2 separate regions of the Gasterosteus aculeatus genome follow, and region 2 is linked to region 1. A link is a contact called in public Hi-C data. All regions are on one chromosome and are shown on one strand. Each heading gives the region's core, a stretch centred on a gene start, on an enhancer-like site or on the middle of the called end of the contact. The rest is flanking DNA. Distances are from core to core; before and after follow the strand shown. Region 1 has its middle 33 kb from the start of osr2. Region 2 overlaps nipal2 (NIPA like domain containing 2).

What was found. Hi-C and Micro-C count contacts between places; a contact is called where the count stands out from the background.
Region 2: a contact with region 1 is called in a Hi-C map of tail fin, with 3 times the contacts expected there. The contact joins two enhancer-like sites. A contact is called at or near these places in 3 of 6 Hi-C or Micro-C datasets (skeletal muscle and tail fin).

Annotation. Positions count from the first base shown.
Region 1 is chr20:19,298,467-19,304,036 of fGasAcu3.hap1.1, forward strand. No RefSeq gene overlaps it. Among protein-coding and RNA genes, the nearest start is that of osr2, 33 kb to the left of the region's middle. Within about 2 kb of position 2,480, at least 1 of the 9 cell types and tissues checked has open chromatin away from gene starts, as enhancers often do.
Region 2 is chr20:19,393,435-19,398,665 of fGasAcu3.hap1.1, forward strand. It overlaps nipal2 (NIPA like domain containing 2), which reads left to right. Exons shown (of 11, transcript XM_040165579.2): 9 at 1,003-1,066; 10 at 1,146-1,243; 11 at 1,400-3,830. The coding sequence ends at 1,509. It overlaps pop1 (POP1 homolog, ribonuclease P/MRP subunit), which reads right to left. Exons shown (of 17, transcript XM_078094154.1): 17 at 4,955-5,231. Among protein-coding and RNA genes, the nearest start is that of pop1, 14 kb to the right of the region's middle. Within about 2 kb of position 3,112, at least 2 of the 9 cell types and tissues checked have open chromatin away from gene starts, as enhancers often do.

The DNA of each region.
Region 1 (5,570 bases), core at 1,230-3,729:
ATGAGTGGCATTCTTCAGAGGTGTCAGGGCCTGAGTTAGAGGCTTCTACTGGGGCATGGGGAGCAGCCATGGAGTTCAAGTTCAAGTTTGTGGAACCCCTTTTTTATGAAAATGTGGGTTTCTTTTACTTAGACATTAAGCTAGAATGTATTTCATTAATGATCAGTTTGCCACTTTCTGCCTACACGCTCTTTCTATTCTGACACCCTGCAGATGTGGAGGCCTCTAAGCATGCTATTCCTCCCACTGAGTGGGTGAATCATTTTCGGGCGGGCAGCCCTCTTCAGTCTGGGTCTGTGACGCTGAGAGTGGTGTTTATTTGCCAGCACCCACAGCCCCTGTCTGTCCCTTCCACCCAGAAGAAACAAACGTGTTAGCGGCAGAGTAACCACAGATGGTCTCATGTCCTCCAGATGAAAATCTATTTTTGAAATCAGTGAAAGTCATGTTTCTCAAATTCCCGTAGTTGACAGTACTGCAGTTGTATCTCTAGCCCCTTGTAGGATGCGTCAAAGCATCCTTGAAGTTTCCAACATTCACTGTCAAGAGCACTTAATGGGATGTCCCTGCATGTGAGACCCTTCCTCTTCTTCTTCTCTTCTCGGTTCCTTGCAGGTCTGGCTGTGGGCAAGTTTGTTAACTCACTGTGTGTGATTGTAAGCACTTGTGTTTGAGCGGATTCAGGCCGCGGTATTTTGTTTGTGGGCTGAGGGATGAAGGTACATGTGTTGGCCGGTGCAGCGTGGGTGGAGGAGGGCCGCCTCCAGAGAAGCTTTCAGCGCAAGATAAAGACTTTAGAAGTGATGGGCTCTCTGCGATGCCCTTTTGTGGGAGGAAATTTAATGGAAGTGGCTACAGTGGTAGCAGATGGAGTGGTTTCCTGGATCACGGTCACGGTGGAAATATTAGACTGCCAACAAACACGCACACACACTCTGACCTCTTTAAATTTGTTCACCAGATTTACAGTACGGTGGAGACAGAGGGATCGAACGGGGAAGTGTTTATTTGCCTGGGACCTGAGGCACTGAGGGTTATATTTTTCTGCACTTTGCTCAGTCTTCTCCTTGTCTCTTCCTCAGTTACATTCACCCGTGTGTGTGTGTGTGTGTGTGTTTCGTACCTTCCCGCCTACTCTATTTGTCTTTCTGGCAGTCCATTTCCAGGATTCCCACAAACCTCCCGGACGCTGGAGCTGTAGAATGACAAATCTGGTGACTTGTTGAAGAAAGGTTCTGGTGAAGAATAGTTTGCTGCTCAGGGCTTATTGTGTTTCGTAAGCAAAGCAAAGTGTCTGGGCAGGGCAAGCGAGAAAGTGTCCTTTGTGTGTGTGCGTGTGTAGGAGGATATATGTGCTTGTGTGTCAGTGGGAGCTGGCTGTGTGTGGGTGGTTCAGCCGAGGGTTGAGGAAGATGACAGTAATAAATTCATTCACTTCAGGGCCAGATGATGGCATCATCAATCAGCTTTATTGATGACGTGTTGAACAGACATACCTCTTGGTCCATGTTGTTCCTCTGCAACAACCTGACACATCCCTCACCACGACGGGCTAACCGAGCAGTGAGTGTCTGTCACCTTCTGATGTATTTGGTCATATAAGAACAACTGATACCACCTTGATACATCCATCATTACCCCCCCCCACCCTCCCTCTGAAGTTGAAGAGGTAAATGCCAGTAGCTAAGAAATTAAGTCAGTGTTGCAATTGTTTTACAATTAGTTTTTTCAAATTAAATCACATGCAAATTTGTAAGTTAGGGTGTGGATAAGCATTGTGTGTTTGCCCTGTCCCCATCCCGCTGCTATGTCTATGTCAAACAACAGCTCTGAGTAATTTCTGAAGAGGACGATTAAGCTGGAGAAATGAATTGCTGCGTTTTGGATAAATGATGGTGTTTTGTTACAATTTGAAGTTCTTTGCCCCGTCTTGGAAAGCAAATTCCAGTTTGTGTTCAGCACAGACAGCCAATTTTTCCCCAGTTGATTTGGGCTAATTGAGCCAGGGCCCCTGAATGTTTTGATGTGAGCCAGTGATTAGGGGGCTTTCAGATTTTTTGGGGCTGGAAGTAAAACCGTTATTCCCCTGGTTCCTTTTGTAGTTATGTGCAGACTTAGCTTCAGAAAGAGTACGTTTCACATGTTAACTTCTCTTGCACTAAGGTCCAACATGTCCATCAGAGACTGATGAATTCCCCATTTGTTGTAAATATGCGATTCTTGTGTTTCACCACAGCCTCCATTCATCTCTCAACAGGAGTGAGTCACACAGTTGATTCCTCATAGGCTGAAATGATACAAGATCTTAAGTCTGAATCACAAGCAGGTCCAGAACATTCACTGCATTTTAGAGGAATGAAAGCAATCTTGCACTTGCTTGGACTGAAAAACACCTGCCATGTCGGTCCATGTACGGTTAAGGCAGGGCAGTTAGAGCAGTGCTGTTGTTGTCATGTACAGCACACACCTGGGGTAGCTTCTTATCACATTTTAGAGGTGGGCCTCCACTTTATTGACTGCTGCTTTCAGGCATTTGACCCGCAGCCATCAACACTTCTCTCCCACTTCTTATCTCGCTTTCTCCCTCCTCACTTCTCGTTCTTCCTCACTCCCATACCTGCTATCCACTCCTCTCTACTCTTCACCCCCCCGTTTTTTCAGCTTCTTCACTGTTGGGAATGCCAAGTGTGTAACCCCGCTGATGACCTCTCAGGGAAGTCATAAATTTTGCGATGAGAGGTAGTAGAAGGGATGGTAGCTTGGTAATCCATCAAATCCTAGCTGTTGTAAACTTCCCGAACCATATATATATTTTTATTGACCACGTGGAAAAGGTGACATTTTGAGTGGTGTTCAGTGGTGTTAATTTCCTCCTGTTTTACACTACAATCTAACAATCAGTTTGGATTGTAATCCAGAATAAATGGATTTAAATATCTCAAAGAAATGTATATGGGCGTGTGTCTTTATTCTTCTTTAGAACAAAACTACAAGTTATTCATTTTTCAAGTATAATTTCTACTTTGACCTTCTTAAAAATGCATCTACTTCTTCCACCTTCAAACCTCATTAGCTGGTTGATGTCCTCTCCACTGATCCAGACAGATCTATTGCTGAGCCCATGATGGATTTGACGGCCCGTCTTGTGTGTGCGTGTGAGAATGCAGATATCTTTAGACGGTGCGAGAGTCTGACAATGCAGACGGGCCTGTAGGTAACGCGGTGGCTGGCCTGCTCCATGCCACCGTCCATCTGTCTCAGCCCCTCCAGATCACCACGCAGTGTGCTCCGTGTTTGCTCCCAGATAATGTTATTAGAGCTGATAACTGCCCTTGACGTCTCCTCAACTTTGAACCCCACATACCGGGCCATTCTTTTTTTCCAGCATCAGCTGGGATTTAGCGGGGTGAAGGAAATAGAGATGCCTGCTACCCCTGCCCCCTCTCATCGGCTCTCCATCCCTCCCATCCTTTAACCCCTGTGTCTGCCCGAGATAACTTAGACTGCAGCTTTGACGGACCCTAGCATTGAAGCTCATCGCTACCCGCCCTCCCCTCCCAGCTGACTCAATCAGCCACTGTCGGCCAGCGAGAATCCCCAGGACACCCTCCATTTTCCCCTCCCCCGCTCTTTCCTTGTTTTGATAGGTGCTGATGTCATTCCACAGATTTTTTCACAAATTAGGGAGGTGAAATTACGGGGCCGCCTCTCCTCTCCACATTGTGCCAGCCCCGACGGGAGCTTAATCCCTGATATCAAAGTTTGGCAGTTGGTTGGAGCGTTATGGGATACGGTGGCCTCTGTCCGAACCTATCCGCCCCCCCTCAGCTGGTATTTGAAGTGACAGAAAGTTGAGTCTGCTGTCCAGCAGCAATGTGTGCGTGTGTCTGTGTCTGTCATCAACGAGTTTTGGGAAAGCTACTATAGGAGTCTCAGTGAGTCAGTTCTGGTGGGCTGCTAATTTTTTTGGGGAAAAGGGTATGGTTAAGGAAGACGATACGATTACCAGGGGTTAGAGGAAGCTGCAGTGGTGGTGACAGTATCTGGGAGCTTTGCGATCGTCATGGGGGAAAGCCCTCGGTTGCTTGGAGACCGGTGAGAAACAATTGTAAATATAACCATGCTGCATTCTAAACCTTACCGCTGTTAGCAGCCTATTTATGTGAATGGTATTCAAGAACTTCATTCCCCTTCCATCCCATTTGGACACACTGTGATCATAAGTAATTTTTGGGGACTCTTTTGTCCAAGCACAAAGTGCGGGCCAAACCCGCATAAAAAGCACGATAAAGACAGGTTCACAGAACCAATGCAGACGCACTTTGCAGGGACACAGAGCAATTCTTGGGGTTCCCCCTGAAACCCTGTAATTATGGTCATCTCCGATATTGACTTTGTCATTTTTACAGCACCCCTAGATGGTTCTCATGAGCACCCTGCCAAGAGAGCCTCATTGGAGGTAACACGGTTAATGGCTTCAGACATTTGCTCTCTGTGCCTTGCTTCAATGTCGGTGCCAGAACTGCCTGTGTGTGTTGGAAATGGCTGCCTAAGTTATTATCAGGATAATCCTGAAATTGGAGACAGTATTAGAGCCGGGCATGTCATTCAAGGGCGGGATTCCGCCTGTGTATTGACTACTGTCGCTTCCAATTAGACACAACATTTCCTCAAAGCCTCGCAGATCTCTGGGACTAACACCCTCCTCTCTTTGGATGCTCCCCGCAGACAAACAGTGCCGTTACAGGACAAATGGATTCTTTAGGTAATTCCAAGAATAAGGCCTTGTCCTCCCTGACCTCCACGCTCCTCTCTGTTCCACCCATTCCTTTCCAATCCTCACCTTTGGCCCCTAGCAGTTGTTTTCCCATGAATCCTCATGTAATAGGTGTGGATATTAGCCTGGTCGGCCCAGTGTCGGGTGACGGTGCGCTCTGCTTTTGGGCTGTGCGAGACTGCAGGGCCTGTCACTGTGGCCCCTCTAGACGCTGCTGATGGAGTCATTTGTTTTCGCACATTAATTCAATTCTGTCCCCGAACCAGGGTCGGACACCTGCTTTCCATTGCGGTGGAGGAGTGGTAGTGTGGGTGGGGGGTTGATGGGCAGGGTGGGTAGTGGGGGCTAGCTCGGCCACCTGCCGATGTTATTACAGTAGAGCGGAATCCAGACGGACACACATATGCACACACACCCACACACAGACATGCGCTGTGAAGGCCTTGGACCCTTCTTTATACACTGGTCTTTGTGCTTCTTCTTGAGATGACCTTGTTGTAATTAAAAATAATCTTCTGAGATGTCGCCTATTGACTTCTGTGGGATTTTTTCCTAAAAGCAAACTCCCGGACTGGCACATGTTGTGTTAACCTGCTCACACGCCGCCTCGTGACTCTGTGAAGTGGAAGGATTTTTTTACTTGCGGCCCACCTTTCTCAGTGCTCTGCCAGTTGTAGAGAAAATTCCACCAGCGATTTCCGCCGCTGGAGGTGAGCTCTGGCTCACTCTCACTCCCTGTAACAGTCGGCCTATTGTTAGAGCGGCTTGCCCGAGGGGGCTGCTGGTTCAACCT
Region 2 (5,231 bases), core at 1,862-4,361, 96 kb after region 1:
AGAGTATTACAAGGCATTTTTGTGTTTTGGTTAATTGGCGTCAGAAAAGGAAAAAAAAGATTCCAACTTTTTCTGATGTGTTTTAAGACTCACTGTAATATATTGAAATCAATTCATGCCACAACTCACTGTAAAGATGGTGATTCACTCGTATGTGTGAACCACTAGCGAGTACTAGCGAAAGCCCCAAAGTATTTATAGCGTGTGTTCTGCCAGGTCTCCATCTGGTCGTAATAGTGTTCTTTGCTAGTGGGAAAGACACACCCTATAAACAATTTATTATTATTGAACTGGACCTGTCATCAGTAAATCCAATACCTTCTTTGTTAATCTTCAAGTAGATCAACTGCTAGTGACGTGACAACCAAACGTGCCGTTTTTGCTCTGATGGCCTATAATGTACATCCATCACAGAGGGGAAGCCACAAGGCGTGTGGGGATTTGAGCTATATTACTCTGCCCACCCACACATAACCAGCAGTTGACTGCACTAAACAACAAGGTGCTGATGTATTGGATCTGGCATAAGACCTTAGGCTGGCGCATGCTTCTGCGTCTGCGTCATTGCGTCGACGCACTCGTTTCAATTCATGGTTCTGCGTGTGTTGCAGAGCAATTCACCGCCAGAACAGGCGGAGTAACGTGTTTTGTTGAAGACGACCTAGAGAGTCACGTCTATTTATTTATTTGTTTATTTATTTATCATAGACTTTATTGTCCTGTGCATCGCCACTGCTGCTTTTCATCGCGGACAAAAGTGGCATTATGAAATAAAAGTACCATGAAATAATTAAATGTATTTAATATTTATGTATTTATTGCCTCATTTATTTATTTCATGATGTATTTCAAATGCATATTTCATGTATTTACGTATTTATTCATTTATTTAATTTTGACTAAAACGGCATTCCATATTATCCCAGTGTAGTGCTTGATCGGAATAAACTGCACTACGTTACCTAGTGAAATGTATTTTAATGGACTTTCTCCCTTTTGCAGGGATAGTGTTTTACCAGGAATTTGAAGGCTTGGCGTTACTAAACATTTTTATGTTTCTTTTTGGGTAAGTATTCCAAAAGCAAACCAGTATCTGCAGCTCATTAAACTAGCATTTACAGTCGCTCCATTAAACTCTTTTGCAGCTGTCTGCTGTCTTTTCTGGGAGTTTTCCTGATAGCCAGAAACAGGCCAAAAATAAAGCAACAGGATCCAGATTTTATCGCATTGGATAAGATTCCAAGTAAGTTTTTGAATCAGCTGTGTTCCTGTTACTATATATTGGTCAGCGGTGACTGCTCTCAATCTGCTGGCAGTAACCATGGATTTTTCCGAAGGCTAATGTCTGCAACCCGGCCATCACGATCCCTCTAATGAGCTCTGCTGTCCGTGTTCACAGGCAGAAGCCACACAGACAAAGTGCAGCCGGAGGCCAACACTCAGACATACGGATCGCTGGCAGCCAAACTCATGTGCAACAGCGCCAGCCGGACCCGCCACAACTCCTAAGAGCGGCTCCATTGGGACTGGGCCTTTGGGGGGGGGGATCTGTATGTGTGCAATAATAGCTTTATTTATTAATTCCCAGTTGGCGACCACATTATATTTTTGAAAATCAAATCTAAATATTTCTTTAAATATTCCATACGTGTCTAGAGTTAAAAAGGTATAGGCAGCATTGTTACGAGATGAAGTCAATTTGAAAAAAAGTTCAAGGCGGTCACTCTGATGTCTGTCTTCCAATATAACATGCGTGTTAAGTTAATCAATTAGTTAGTTTTCAGTTTTCAATAAACAAAGACACAATCTGATGTTCCAATGGTCTGTAAACTTCCTGGAGTTCAGCAAAACAAGTAAACTACTTCCCTCTAGTGGTGGTGGGGGCTCAGAGACCATTACACAGCTCGGTACATGTGTGCTGTTGATCTGGAGAAGGGACACACTGGAAACCGATCGGTTTAAGCTCCCAACACTCATCCAACAGGTTTGACTCATCTCTCAAACCAGATAATCTCCTCAAACACCAATGCAATCCCTACACTGCTACCAAGCTAGTGATGCAAAGCATAGGACAAGATCAGATTATGGCAGCGTCGGAAATACACGAGGGCAAAGGCCAAAATTGCCCCCAAGAAATATAATTTTGCCCCCGTTATCACGAGGAGAGGGGCAAAAAATGCCCCCATAATTTCCTCCAACAGTAATTACAATTTAGTTAACTTTGTCAAAAACATCGTAGCCGTAATGACCTGGGGTGTATTCCAGAAAGCTTGTTATGTGAAAACTCAGAGTAAGTTAACCCTGAAATGAGGAAAACTGAGTTATCCGTTCCAGATAGAGAGGTAACTGAAACTCTGAGTCAATCACCATGGTAACAGACTATGTGAACATAACCTGCTCGCTGGCAGGTTTACTATAAGAAACCCAGAGTTTCTACCCGTCTCCTCCCACATGAAGAAAGCTGGTAGACATGGATTGCCCATTCCTACCAAATGCAATTGACATCGAAGCCGTCGTGATTCGAAATGCTTTACGTCGCGAGAGAGTCTTCCGACCCAGATTAGACGTTTTATCATTTCCAGAGGAATTTCTGTTAGAACGCTACCGCTTTACTGGTAACTAGGAAACATATGGACAACATTTAATTCCTACAGTTCCACATACAGATTTAACATGGTATTGACCGAAAATCTCATTGTTTCAAGCTGTGCTGTGGGTTGGTGATGCCCAACCATGTTCTGTTCAACGACAAGAATGTGCTAGTTATCCATTAACTATGCTCATCACTTTAGTCTACATGTCAAACTCCAAATTCCACTCAAGAATGTGAATGGGCAGAGCACTGCCAGTAGATAATATTAAGACACACTTCAGTAGGCCCCTTCGGATCTCTCCCTGTGGCAGCAGACAGTTTCCTCATCATCATCCTCCTCCTCCTGTGATGCAGGAAAAGATACTGTTACTGTATACTTTTAACTACCATCTGAGGCAAGATCTGAGTATCTGCAGGGTTTACAACTGTGCAGATGACACCATCCACAACTGTTGGGTGGGTGGATATATATTAATTAAAAAGTAGGCTATATATATACACACACACTACCGTTCAAAAGTTTAGGGTCACTTAGAAATGTCCTTTTTTTCAATGAAGATAACATTAAACTAATCAGAAATACACTCTATACATTGTTAATGTGGTAAATGACTATTCTAGGTGGAATCATCTGGTTTTTAATGAAATATCTACATTGTATTGGTGTATAGAGGCCCATTTCCAGCAACTATCACTTGAGTCTTTTAATGGCACATTGTGTTTGCTAATTGTCTACATTTCCACAGATTACCTCAACAAATGAACAGCTAGAATGCCAACGGTCTGTAATGCTATAATTGCTGCAAATGGAGCATTCTTTGACGAAAGCATAGTTTGAAGAACAAAATTAATATTTCAAATAAGAATTATTTCTAATGTTGTCAATGTCTTGACTATATTTTCTATTCATTTTTCCAACTCATTTGATAAATAAAAGTGTTTTCACGGAAAACACAAAATTGTCTCGGTGACAGGTTCGGAAGAGCTTCCCCCAGGGTTACCTTCAGCCACCGGGCGACCACTGTTTTGTCTGAGGGCCGGCTCCTCCGCCTCTGTCAGAGGTGGTGGAGGTGGCTCTCCACCTGTTTTTCGGGCCTCTGCCTTCTTTCCGTTGTCTGAGCAGAACTCAATGTTTCTTTGTTTTTTAATTAGTATTTTAATGTGTTGGTGTAGGCTACAGCGGCACATTTTAAATGACTTCGATAGGTATGAAATAAAAATGTGTCTGTAAGTGTAAGTGTTGCTCTTTTGTTTTCTGTTGTCATGGTGACTCGTGGGGCTCCATTGATGATGGCTTTTTATAATCGTCATGCACGCGCTTAACTCAAGGTGAACATGCTCCGAGTTGATTGAACTAACGCAGATCAGCTGTTCTGGAACCGGATACTCAGAGCTTCTCATCTCAGAGTAAGTCAACTCGGAGTTCAGGGATAGACTCAGAGTTTGTTGAACCTCCTTTCTGGAATACCCCCCTGATTAAGTTGCCTTTGAATGTTTTGATTCTCGCCTTGAAGGATTTTTTTTAAAGGAGCGCTTCTTGCACTTGTTCTTGTGCAGGAGAGCGATTCCAGCCTCCGTCACAGTTTTCTGGTTCAAAAGGAAAGAAAGATTAAGAAAAAAAACATTGAAAGATGGAAGACACATTAGCTTGAGGTGGAGGAAAACAAGAGAAAACATTAAGAAATACGCATCCTTTCGTCACCAGACGATTATTTTGAAATGATTTAGCTAACGTTGGCTAGCTCTGATTGGCTATTTAACTGACAGCTACGAAGACTTGCTAGCTAGCTAACGTTAGAGTGCAGTCAATGAGAGATGTTTCCACTCTCTTCTCATAAGTTACTGCCATCTTGTGGTTAACAGCCAATACTCTATTTGGGTAAAATACAATTAGTTTAGACTGCAGTTGCACTGCAAATGTTTTGAACAGGAGTAACCAGCTCAATAACAGACAACTGTGGAAGCTGTGAATCTGATGCAAAGACAGCGTTCTGCAGAATGGTCAAGCAGTTTGACATTGCTGAACATATTGCTAAACATGAGAAACTACAAAGAAATAATAAAATTGAATGAGTCTGATCTATGTTTTGGTTTAAAAAAAATCTAAGAAAACACTTTGAATCTGTAGACTGCCTAATAGGCTTATTCCTGCCATTTGATGAAAAATGCAAAAAATGTCCAGTCACTGGGGGCAAAAAGTGCCCCCTAAATATGTAAATTCCCTACCCTGGATTATATATGTGTATAGTCAGTATAGCTATGAACAGAATGTTAGAGTACCAGTTCAGTGCAACTTAATGTGTGCAGTCACACTTGTGTGGTTTTAAATCTAAGCTACAGCAACTAACCAAAGATGACCAATTTAGTTGTGCAGAATGTGTATTTTATTAAGATGTTTAAAGAAAATTCCATTCAGTGATTTTTTAAAACAAACTTTTTTTATCTTAAAAACAAACATAATTACTCCTAACATATTGAGTGTGGTTTTAAAGGGACTTAAATGAGCTTCATTTTGGAAACCCAGTTGTATTGAACGTATTCCTTTGTAGAGCAGTCCTCTGAGTCAGGCGTCGATATGAAAACCAACTTTCCTCAACTGAAAATTAAGAATGCCTATTCCAGAGTAAAACACACAAAA